Regions from separate parts of the Mus musculus genome. Here regions 1 and 3 are each linked to region 2. Evidence: chromatin contacts called from public Hi-C and promoter capture Hi-C data. All regions are on one chromosome and are shown on one strand. The core of a region is the stretch at or near the end of the contact, and the rest is flanking DNA. Distances in the headings are between cores, read along the strand shown. Region 1 holds the start of Traf3 (TNF receptor-associated factor 3). Region 2 holds the start of Exoc3l4 (exocyst complex component 3-like 4). Region 3 holds the start of Ckb (creatine kinase, brain).

What was found. Promoter capture Hi-C pulls out the DNA fragments that hold promoters and counts their contacts. Hi-C and Micro-C count contacts between places; a contact is called where the count stands out from the background.
Region 1: a contact with region 2 is called in a Hi-C map of the N1E-115 cell line, with 6 times the contacts expected there. The contact joins the promoter of Traf3 here to the promoter of Exoc3l4 in region 2. A contact is called at or near these places in 2 of 39 promoter capture datasets (the SN4741 cell line and liver), 1 of 484 Hi-C or Micro-C datasets (the N1E-115 cell line), 1 of 115 datasets of contacts at active chromatin or transcription factors (bone marrow-derived macrophages) and 2 of 9 other capture datasets (adipose tissue and pancreatic islet).
Region 3: a contact with region 2 is called in a promoter capture Hi-C map of erythroid cells, with 2.3 times the contacts expected there. The contact joins the promoter of Ckb here to the promoter of Exoc3l4 in region 2. A contact is called at or near these places in 6 of 39 promoter capture datasets (the SN4741 cell line, erythroid cells, hippocampal neurons and 3 more), 1 of 15 datasets of contacts at CTCF or cohesin (the NIH/3T3 cell line), 12 of 484 Hi-C or Micro-C datasets (B cells, the G1E-ER4 cell line, the HL-1 cell line and 8 more) and 6 of 115 datasets of contacts at active chromatin or transcription factors (the SCID.adh cell line, T-cell acute lymphoblastic leukemia, forebrain and 3 more).

Annotation. Positions count from the first base shown.
Region 1 is chr12:111,164,242-111,168,059 of GRCm38.p6, reverse strand. It overlaps Traf3 (TNF receptor-associated factor 3), which reads right to left and starts at 1,690. Exons shown (of 12, transcript NM_011632.3): 1 at 1,458-1,690. The region is part of intron 2 of 4930595D18Rik (RIKEN cDNA 4930595D18 gene); the gene reads left to right.
Region 2 is chr12:111,415,876-111,419,654 of GRCm38.p6, reverse strand. It overlaps Exoc3l4 (exocyst complex component 3-like 4), which reads right to left and starts at 2,225. Exons shown (of 14, transcript NM_001289487.1): 1 at 1,901-2,225; 2 at 791-895.
Region 3 is chr12:111,670,223-111,674,251 of GRCm38.p6, reverse strand. It overlaps Ckb (creatine kinase, brain), which reads left to right and starts at 1,914. Exons shown (of 8, transcript NM_021273.4): 1 at 1,914-2,022; 2 at 2,279-2,486; 3 at 2,673-2,827; 4 at 2,905-3,037; 5 at 3,208-3,379; 6 at 3,967-4,029. The coding sequence starts at 2,294.

The sequences.
Region 1 (3,818 bases), core at 441-2,940, 250 kb after region 2:
CAGATGGTGTCTGGGTGAGACACCTTACATCTTAAACCTTGTCCCTGATAAGGTCTGATTTCAAACAGTGAGGCTGGACCCCAAGGTCTGCCAGGATGTATCACCAGACCCTACACACAGGGTTTTCTGACTCCTGTGATAAATTTCCCAGTTTTCAATTTGCTCTGGCCAAAGAATTTTCACCTTCAGACTAGTTCTTAATATATAAGATGTCACAATATGGCGAAAAGGGAAACATTTCCTCTCCTTTAAGTAAAGGATGGCTGTACACTATTTTGCTAAACACCCTACAATGATGCAGTATTTTCAACAGGCCATTTTCCAAGATCTGAAAAACACCAGAAGGTTTTAAGAGCTGACTGAGGGTTCCCCTGAACAATTTCTACATATAAGCATTTTACACACAATACAAAACAGCATTTCTAAAGATTTCACTTGTGTATCTAGTCACAGAAATGCTACCAAAAAAAAAAAAATTATGGCTCCTCTTCAGTTGTATGCTGTGAATGTAAATTAAGATGACAATACAACACTCGATAAACCCTTTAAGACTCCACAAAAAAAGAGCATACTTACAAATGTGTGTACGTAACACACACACACACCCTTCTATTTCATTCTCAAAACTGAGTCAAAGCTCAGTACAAAAGCCGTGAAAATAAAATCAGTTCCTTCAACCGATCATTAATCTGAATGCTTCTTCGATTTCAGAGCACGTCCACAACACTTCACCCATTTGCATGTTGTTGCCGTTTTAAATTAAAGGTAAAGAATTGTCCACGCAGAATTCTCTCTAAAGGTCTAATCCTGATACCCGGGTCCCCAACCGGTGGTGATGACAGTGTAGAAACGTGGCGAAACGTACATGAGCCATAGCCTGGCGCCTCCAAAACCTGCAAGCCCCGCGGCAAGGATCGTTTTAATGGCTCGCCCGTGGGGAGCCCACTCTGACCTTTGGTGTTAATCGAAGGTGGAAGGTGTGCATTCGGCCCCAGCTGGATCCCAGAACCGCCTGCCTTCCAGCCTCTCTGCAGCTCTCCGACTATGAATCAGTCATTCATCTGCAGAGCAATGACTCAGTATAAACTTTTAAATAATGGCTCAAAAACCCACCTCCACCAGCCAGGGCGAGCACGCTCATCTATGCGGGCACCCTGTCTCCGCCGCTCCGCACCGCGCCAAAGCCCCGGGCCTCGGAGATGCTGACGGCTCGGCACCCCTCGGGGCGGGCACCCAGGGCTCGAGGCCTGCCTGCCCCGTCTGCCCGGAGCGCCGGCGCCTCGGGCCCGGAGCTGGCCGCACACACAAAGTTTCCAAAGTTGGGGCGGCGGGCGGGCCGCACCGCAGACGGTGAGGCGGCCGGGCCTGGCAGCGAAGGACCCGCCGGGCCCGGGGCCGCCGCCGGGATGGAGCCGCCCGCCGCCCCGCCGCCCGCCGCCCCCGGCCCGCGACCTTACCCCGAGGCCCGCCCGTTCGGCCGGCTCAGGGGCGCCGCGCGCATCCTCCGCCGCCTTCTGCAGCGTCCAGCTCCCCGGGCAGCCCCATGTCGGGGGGCGGGGAAGGGCCGGCGGCCGCCGCCGCCGCCGCCGGCTGGAAAGTCCCTGCTGGGCTGCAACCCGGCTCGCGCACGCGGCGGCCGCCGGCCGCGCCGCCTCACGCACCCTCGCGCTGGCACTTCCTCTCGCGCGCTGGAAATCCCCGCGGGCCGCCTGGGCGCGCGCCCCAGCGCGCCCGCCCCCGCCGCCCGCGCGCGCCTCCCCGCCCCCCCCCTCATCCCCTTCGGCTGGCGCGCGCCCGCGCCCGTTGCTAGGGACCCTCGGCCCCGCGCTCGCCGCCGGCCTTAGCAACGGCGGCGCGCGCCCCAGGCCCTCAGGGCCCTGGCCCCTCCGCGCGCGCGCGCGCGCCCTCGCGCCCCGCCCGCGTCCCGGTCTTTCCGGGTCAAAAAGCCAGTCGAGCGGAGGGGAAGCAAGGAAGGTTCCTCGCCTTGCCACCTCGACGGGCGGCCCAACAGTCTCGCCTACTCGGGCACTCAGGTCCTTGCACCTGTAGAAGACACTCACTCGCGGGCGCCCATTGACACGCGTGCAGAGTTCGTTCCTAGTGTCTCCTGTCCAAGAACACACATCTTCACCGACAGAGTTCACAGGCAGGCGGGCAGGTCTCACAGTCCACATTAGCACACAGCCATGCCACCCTCACACATGCCCCTCGTATGCTCACAGGCGGGTCTGGTACCATCTGACCCAGCTCTAGGGGTTTAGCAGAGTCCTCCTCGGCTCCCTACATACCCACCCGAAGTGGATCTGCCCTGTGTGGACAGGGTGGCCAATTTGTCCTGGGTACTTCTCTAAGCCAGGGACACCCATTTCTCCAGCAGCTTCATCTTGCTGTCTCATGGTCACAGGGCCCCACCAGATGTCCCTACTGCCATGGCAAGATGGGAGCAAATGGGGGTCTATCCTTACAAAGTTCAGACACTTGAGCAAAGAGGCCATGATTGTTTCCAAGTCATCTGGAAGCTCACACATCCCTTCTCAATAAAGTTTGTCGGATCCTAGGCTGGAACGGAGACCAGTGTGACCAGGCTGCGCAGGAAGTCCAGCATCTTCTGTCCAGCTTACCTCATGGAATGTTCTAGAAGCCTGGATAGTCTGACAGGACATCTCTGAATGCAGTAGCCCAACAGGTGCCTGTTCGAGAGCCCACATAGGCCTTGCTAGCCAGGCTCAGCTAGGCCAGTGGCGCCCTCATCTGGGCCACAGGCCACAGTTCTGAGTTCAGAGTCAGGTCAGATCCAGGGTTCCCCAAGGCAACAGTGCTAGAACGACAGTCCCATCTATGAGGACCCTGGAGCTCACTATTAGCCCCTTTCCCCTCGTGGGTGTCTTTAATGGCCCGGAATGCTCAGAGTGCCCCTGCCTTCTTTAACCGTGTTCTCAGACCTCTACTGTTCGACCCCAGCCCTGTCCAGGGCACCTTTCTCACACGCCTTTCACGGCACAAGGAAAACTGCCCAAATCCAGAAAGGCTTCCTTCTCTAGGCTGCACTATTTGGACTCTTTTCAAATAAGCCACCAGGCAGAAGGTACAAAGACCTGTGCGTGGGGCTTCCTATGGCTGCGTGGCTCCTTTTATTCTCTGCCAAAGCACTAGTAAGCCTTCTTCAGAATGAGTGGGTAGAGTCCAGCCGCGTGGAGCTCTCTACGGGTGAGACCAGCTGCTGCTCCCCCACCCCGAGCCCTTCTTCTCCCATTTAGCAGCTCCAGACCCCCTGTTTTGGGGAAACACAGAGGGCAGCATAAAGAAGTTTGCCCCATCAGAGCCAGGGCTTTGGGGGCGGGTTTCTGGCCACCGCAGCGCCAGTTGCTGGGCAGAAGTGATGAGCAGTACGGAGAACCAATCAGAGGGCTCTGCTCTGGGCATTTCAAAAGCAAAGCTGGCTGTTCCCTATGGCAACGCTGAACAACACGCCGACACTGTTTCTGGACAAAGAAATTTCTCTCAGGAATTTATGTGGCCTCTCATGCTCAGTTTGCTGCATTTTAGGATGCATGCAGGTCTCGTGATGACTCACCGAAATGCAACTGTCCAGAAAGCCGCTCCCATCTGTTGTGCTAAGAGGAAAAGTATTCGTCGCATGGTGTCGGGGGCTTCAGGCCTGTGAACAGGTGTCATCAGGCCCCTCCCAGTGCCTCAAATGACAGCTCCAGGAGCAGAAGCCACCTGCCCCTGCAGGGCAGATGTGTGCTGAAGTGAGCTGACATTTCGCTCACTAAAACATTAAATACTAGCAAAGGAGAGACACACAGCAAAATTAT
Region 2 (3,779 bases), core at 976-3,475:
CCCAAGCCCTATAGCTTGGCATTCAAATTCTTCTCTTTCTAGATCAACAATTCTTTGCTTCACTCCTGGGCATGCATGTTAGCGCATGGGACCTCCTCCATCCTGCTGAGTGTGCCAGTTTTGGTCCCCCCTCGAGCTGTGTCCCCTCCTGATCCCCTCTCTCTTTGGTCTCCACATTGGACCTGTTTTTTAGGACACAGTGACTTCCTGTCATCCAAGGAACCCTCAGCTCTGTGTCATCTGCTCCGTGGCTCCTCAGGGCTGACTCTACTGTGTCAGAGTCTCCTCCAGGCTTGAGAGTCTGTCTGCCTCCTCTCTCTTTCACCCGAGAGTGCAGTTCAGAAGTATGGACTTTCTAGGGTGGGTGGGTGCCCCACTCAAGGATGGCCTGGTCAGGTGTCATTCTGGTGCCCACTGGGATGATCTGGTGCCCACCGGGATGATCATGGACCCTATCCCCATGCCTTCCCTCTGTGGCCACAAGGCCCGTCCTGATCCTCCAGCGCCCATTTCCACTGCTGTCACTCCCTGACTGACTTGGCGTTAAGGCTGGAGATCCTGCAGATCCATGACAGTCTGGGCCCTGAGCTCACCTCTTTCCCGGTCAGTACCAACTGCAAGGCTAGGTACAGGGAAGTCAGCATGGCCCCTCCAGCTGTGGCCATGAGGTTAGGTCTAGATCTCCCCCACATCTGGCCTTGTTTCTACTTTTTTCTAGACCTTCCCTCTTGCACCAACTCCCACTCTCTGTTTCTCTCTGGGACGAACGACATCCTTCCTCCCCACCTACCGTAGGACCAGGCTATCCCCTGTCCTTCAAAGCCCCAGGGGCAACCACTGCCAGCAGGTTGTGGCGTCCGTGCCTTGAAACCTTCCCTGCAAGCTGAGTCCTTTCCTGAAAATATGGAACAGGGCAAGAAAATATGGTTTCAATCCGCCTCAGTGCTCGCCTTCGAGATCTAGTGAAATCAACAAGCTAGGAAAATCAGTAAGAGCTGCAAATGTCAGAAGCAAGCAGTTCCGAAAAATCCTAAGCGCGGTTATTATGGGAATAACAAGAGTTTAGTAAATTCCATGTGTTGATTTTGCAAACACGATCAGTAGCTGTTCTATGTGCCAGCCAGGCCTATTTTAAAAAAGACACAGGCTCCCTTCACAGTTGCCAAAATAAAAACATCCCTGGTAGCCACCCCCCACTGAAGGACAGACTTTCACTGAAGGACAGACTTCTTAAGTAGGCACACAAGGCTTTTCCTCGGGTTTGTCTTGCTTTTCTCTGTTGCCCCTCTGCGTCCCAGGACTCATTCCCTGTCCAAGCCTTTCTGGGAGTTGCCCCTCATCTTCCAGCTGCTGAGAGCTTCCTTGGGGCTCTTCCTCTGAGAAGCTCACCCTTTTCTGGGTCTAGCTCCAGCCCTAGATAGTAGTTATATGATCTGAGATCTTTCTGCCACTTGGCCAGGAGCCTCCAGGGAGCAAGGAATGAGCCTGGCTCAGACCCATGATGGGGCCAATAAATAAATGTCAGGTACCCAAGGAATGGTGTGGCCCTGCCATGATTGTGAACCTGTGGTACCTCTTTCAGATCTTCGTGCTAGCTAGCTCCAGTGCCTCGCCGTGTGTGTGATTGTCTTGTAATATGTGTGTGCGTCTTCCGTGTCTGTGTCTGTAGGCCTCATGGATGTCTCTGCTCTCTGCAAGTGTGTGTGGCTGTTTATGTGTTCGGATGTGCGTATATCTCCTGTGGCTGAGTTGGTATTCTAGTTCAGCCGTCCTGGGCTTGGAGCCCAGACCCTTGACAACAAAGCCAACTAACACAGCCAGAGTAGTCTCAGCCTCTTGGGTCCCCACCCACGGCCCCAAACACCCTCACATCCTCCTGCCCCACCTGGCTGGGTCTTACCTGATAGGCACGCAGACAACTGCACCCAGGCAGCAGAGGTCCTAAGCAAGCCAGCCAAGCAGGATCCTGAGACCAGGTCCAGGAGAGAGATGGCTGCCAGCACAGCCCAACTGGTGGACCAACAGCTGGGACTTCCCAGCCACAGGACCGCCCTGACCCACTCTCTACTCGGACCCCATACTTTCGCTTTCAGAAAAGTTCCACCCCTTTCATTCCAGAGACAACCACTCTAACCTTTGATCAGCCACAGTCCCGGAGCTTGCCTGAGCCTGATCGGAGCTTGACAGGGAGAGACTGGGGAGGGGAGGCTAGGGAGGGCCCTAAGGGAAGCTGGGGAGGTGGAGATTAGTGGAGGAGAGGTTAGGGAGGTGGGGCTAGGGGAGGAGGATGCAGCAGCGGGGGCTGGGGACCACCGAGGATTGTCAGATCCTGACCACTGCCAGAGGTAAGATAAATGGGAGGTTTTTACCCCCTAGTGCTCAAGCCCAGAAAGTCTCCTCTCTCCAGCCAAGGGCTGCAGCTCCAGGCCAGTCTAGGACGTTCACTCCAGTGCCCCCTATGCTTGCCCGAGCTGAGAAGCAGAGAGCAGAGACCTGTTAGGGAAGTTTTCTGTAATGCCTGGGGCACCAGGTGTGAGCCATACACTGCTCCGGAGTGCTGGTGGGAGAGGACCGAGGGACCGCAGGGGCTCACACTCAGGAATGACAGGCAGCCTTCTAGGCAGAAGCAGCGCAGCATGAACAGCGTGGAGGAGGGGCTGTTGTGAATGGCTTCGGAACTCAGGCCTTCTGCTTTCACAAAGACTCAGACAGGAAGCTTTTCTCGGAGAGGGCCATGGAGATTTCAGAAGAGGCACGTCCCCTGATTTCAGGGGGATTCCACAGTCAGCGTCTTAAGAAAAAAAACTTGGAGGAAATCCAAGGACACATTCATGACTGACCTGCTCTGTACCTGGGTACAGTATGGATGCTCTGGTTACAGTACTCAGTACTGAGTACTCAGTACTGGGCTGTGAGAACACAGCGCCACACAGGCTATACTCTCCCGGTTTGGGGGACCTGAGGGCTAAGGTCTTGACTCTTCTGAGGCTACCTCTTTTTTCCTCTTCCTCCTCCTTTCCTTCGTCTTCCTCCTCCTCCCCCTCTTCTACTTCTTCTGGAGACAGGGTCCCACTATGTATTCTTCTATGTCCTGTGGCTCACTATGTAGACCAGGCTGGCTCTGTAAGCACAGAAATTGGATTAAAGGCATGTGCCATCGTGCCTGGTGCTCTCTCTCTTTATGTGTTCTTTCCTCTGTATGTGTCTGTCCAGTTTTCTCTTCTTTATAGCATGTGGAGTGTGGTGGTTTGTATGTGCTCCATCCAGGGAGTGGGACTATTTGGAAGTGTGGCCCTGTTGGAGTAGGTGTGTCACTGTGGGTGTGGACTTTAAGACCATCATCCTAGCTGCCTGGAAGTCAGTGTTCTGCTAGCAGCCTTCAGATGAAGATGTAGAACTCTCAGCTCCTCCTGCACCATGCCTGCCTGGATGCTGCCATGTTCCTATCTTGATGATAATGGACTGAATCTCTGAACCTGTAAGCCAGCCCCAATGAAATGTTGTCCTTATAAGAGTTGCCTTGGTCATGGTATCTGCTCACAGCGATAGAACCCTAACTAAGATAGCACACTAGGTAAGCTCTCTGAGGCAAGATAGATAGAAGGGTGGGCAAAGCGTGGGAACATGAGAATAAAAGGAGCCCCCCTAGTTGCAGTACCTCAGCAGCAGGCAAGGATCCTGTGTGATCAACGCCTGCAGAAGGCCTTTCTCCCCCGCCAGCTATAAATCTTTGATTTTTCTAGGAATTTCCTCCACAAAACCCCTCACGTATAGAGAAG
Region 3 (4,029 bases), core at 665-3,164, 250 kb before region 2:
CCTCACACAGTTCGCTCCTCCAGGCAGCCTGCCTCCACAGAAAGGCAGGGTCCCTGTGCCTCCTGTGCACTTTTTGTTGCACGTTCCTTGCATCTAGCACCTCATGTGTGGCTGGAGGCTCAGGGGGAGCAGTCTCCCTCAAAGCCATCTTCAGCTTCTTTTCCTCTGGGGCGTAAGTGTGCCATTAGTTCTCTGAAGCTAGGCTTTGGACTGCAATCCCTCAGAGCAGGATGGAGCATGCCTTTAAGTCCACAAGTGGATAAACAGAGGCAGGCAGAGCTCTGAGACCTGCTTGGTCTACAAAGTGAGTTCCAAGGCTAGAGAGAGAAACTGTCAAAGACAAATGACTGAAGATATTCTGTCAAACATGCAAGGATGAAGGCTTCTCTTGTTCTTGCTTTATTAGCCCAGGAGTGAGTGAGTGGCTGTGAGTGAACATTAAATATGAAAGCACAGATACTGATTTTTTTTTGAGACAGGGCTGTTCTGGACTCTCTTTTTAGAGGAAGGATCTGCCTGAGGGATCTCACAGAGATCTGCTTGTCTCTGCCTTCCTCGTGCTTGGATTGAAAGGGTGTGCTGCAGCTGGACGTGGTGGCCCATGCCTTTAATCCCAGCACTTGTGAGGCAGAGGCAGGCGAATTTCTGAGTTCGAGGCCAGCCTGGTCTACAGAGTGAGTTCCAGGACAGCCAGGGCTACACAGAGAAACCCTGTCTTAAACAAACAAACAAACCAAAAAAGAAAAAGAAAAAAAGAAAGGGTGTGCCGCCACGCAGGACCTCACCTCTCTATTTGTATCAACTGCACCATCTACCACACTTTTCTACCCACGACCATTCCCTAATGAGCATCAGATCGAATCCAAACTTTCTCCCTCTACACGTTTCCTGATCTGTTTGTAGAGAAGGGACACCGTCTTTCTGTAGGCTGCATTCCTAGAAGTGGGAATGCTAGGTCATAGAGCAATTTAAAAATTTTTTAACAAATACTGCCAAATTACTTTCCAGAAAAAGATGAAGCTGCTGGCAGCTGCAGCAGGCAAGGTGCGAACGCCTATCTTCACACATTCCAATTCACACCTGGCACTGGCTGTGGTCAAATTCCAGGTTTCCCCTGTGTGTGTGTGTGGGGGGGGGTGGCACGGGGAGAGAGACTGTTTCAATGTGTTGGATCTGATTAATGAGCTTAATTTTGACTGGTGCTTCCTCCACCCCCAGTTTGCCTGCCGGTGTTGGGGAGTTCTTTGTGGGTGCGGTGGTAGAAACCGGTCCCCCGAGAAAAGGGACAGGAGATGAGAATTTGGAGATTCAAAAACAGTCTCTAGGAACTAAATGTCTTGAATCTTTCAGGGTCTGGGTCCAAGGGTCTTGGCGGTGTTCCTTAGAGCCCGCCCAAGGTCAGAACACCCTGGGTGCTTCCGGGCGGGACCTCAGCCAGACTGCGCCTCTGGTGTTGCACCAAGAACACCCAGGAGATGCCCGCAGGCACCTTGAGGAAGGTCGGCGGCTCTGTGGCTCTTGAGGATATGGCCTGGATGCGGTGTTTGGATGCTGTACCCAATGTTAAAAACCTGGACTCTCACCATGACCCTCTCTACAACGCAGTCGGCCTGAGGAGACAGGGAAGGCAGGAGCCTCAAGTGCCATCTGGCTTCCCAGACTCAGTTTCCTGCCCCCGGCAGTGTGTGTGAAGCAGGTCTAGGATATCTATGGCTCTGGGGTTTCGTCTTAGGGATCCTGTGCGAGCACCACCGGGGTGGCCAAACTGCGCAGCGGGGTCGAGACTTGGGGACCGCTAGGGTGGGCCGCTGGGGGTGTCAAGGGCTGCTGCCTCGGACAAAGCGGCGGCACCACCCCAAAGCGCGGACCAATGGAATGAATGGGCTATAAATAGCCGCCAATGGGAGGCCGGCGACGCGCCCCTTAAGAGCTCAGGGAGCAGCGAGCAGCCGTCGTTCTTCTGCGCTGCGCCAGGAGCTGCAAGCACAGGCATCCATCGCCCCTGCTTCGTCCGGCATCCCGGTGAGCGGGTCCAAGGGCCAGGGGTATAGTCCTGCGGGGCTCTACGCTGTGGGGTGCGGGACCGGGGCATCACGCGCAGCCTCGCTGCCGGGAGCGCTCATCGGACCCGCCCGGGAACTTGGGATGCGCTGGACTCTGACGATGCAGACCTCGCTGACCTTGGTGGCGTCCAGGGAAAGTCTCGGGGGTCCCAAGTGGTTTGCAGGTCCCTGGCGGCCGGTGTTTAAATCTCCTCTGACCCCGCTCTTCCCTGCAGCCCGCTGCCGCCGCCATGCCCTTCTCCAACAGCCATAATACGCAGAAGCTGCGCTTCCCGGCCGAGGATGAGTTCCCTGATCTGAGCAGCCACAACAACCATATGGCCAAGGTGCTGACCCCGGAGCTGTACGCCGAGCTCCGTGCCAAGTGCACGCCGAGCGGCTTTACTTTGGACGACGCCATTCAGACTGGCGTAGACAATCCGGGTATGCACACCCCTGTAGCGTCAGGCTTCCGCCTCCCCAAGAAGCCCCCCGGGCAAGGATCCCACTGCTCTTCCCTGAACCTTCGGTGGGCTGGGGTCCCCTGTTCCCCTCTCCGCGCTTAGCCTTAAGAGCCTCGGCTTGCTCCTGCCTGACGGTGACGTCACTGTCGCCGCGCCCCTCCTCCAGGCCACCCGTACATCATGACTGTGGGTGCAGTGGCGGGCGACGAGGAGAGTTACGACGTATTCAAGGACCTCTTCGACCCCATTATTGAGGAGCGGCACGGCGGCTACCAGCCCAGTGATGAGCACAAGACCGACCTCAACCCAGACAACCTGCAGGTGCGGGGAATCAGGGTCCGGGCGTGCTGGGGAGAGGGGTCTCGGCGCTCACTCTAGCCACCACCTTGTATTCCCAGGGTGGCGATGACCTGGACCCCAACTACGTGCTGAGCTCGCGAGTGCGCACAGGCCGCAGCATCCGCGGCTTCTGTCTCCCCCCGCACTGCAGCCGCGGGGAGCGCCGCGCCATCGAGAAGCTGGCAGTAGAAGGTAGGGGTCGGGTAACAGCCTCCAGAGCTGCTGCGCTCTTCTCTGCGCGCGCGTTCCCACTGGGGACTGAGGGTCGAAGACCCACCTTCGCCCGCGGGGACACACTGCTGCAGGCGGGGCGGCGGGCTTGCTCGCCCGCCCACCCTGTCCTTGAACTCTGCACTCCGCAGCTCTGTCCAGCCTAGATGGCGACCTGTCTGGCAGGTACTACGCGCTCAAGAGCATGACTGAGGCGGAGCAGCAGCAGCTCATTGACGACCACTTCCTCTTCGATAAGCCTGTGTCGCCTCTGCTGCTGGCCTCCGGCATGGCCCGGGACTGGCCGGATGCTCGTGGCATATGGTACGAGCCCCCCCCCCCCCCCAGTCCCTAGAAGGTGGGGCCTGCCCTGAATTCCTAGTTTGTGCAGTGCCTCCCTCCGCCCAGGTGACCTTGGTTCTGCGGATGACTGTGGTCCTTGCGCTGCGGGAGGCCGCAGTCTCCAGGGACTCAAGGGTGGTGACCAGTCTCTTTGGCGTCTGTTCTCCGCCCTCCTCCTGGGAGCCGGCGCTTCTTGTTTTCTCTCCACCTTCTCACCCCCTTATTCCGCCGGGATCGTGCCAGGTGCCAATGACGCAAAAGCCTCCGCACCCGTCCGGGCAGGGCTCCTACCCCTGCAGACTGAGCGGGCGGAGGCGTGCTTCCTCTGGTGGGATGCTCTGGAGGCTCCAGACCCTTGCGGGCCACACAGCACATGACTGGTGATTGAGATGTATATGAGCTGCCTTCCTCCACTGTTGCTGGGATTGGCGTCTTGGTGACAGCTCACATTCCAGCACTTTGTTGAGGAAGCATTTTGTTTGAGGTCACCCACCTATAGTGTCTTTCTTGGGTGTGATCTAAGGCCACATTCTGGCAGGGACTCCAGCCTGACTTTACCCCTCTTCTAGGCACAATGACAATAAGACTTTCCTGGTGTGGATTAACGAGGAGGACCACCTGCGAGTCATCTC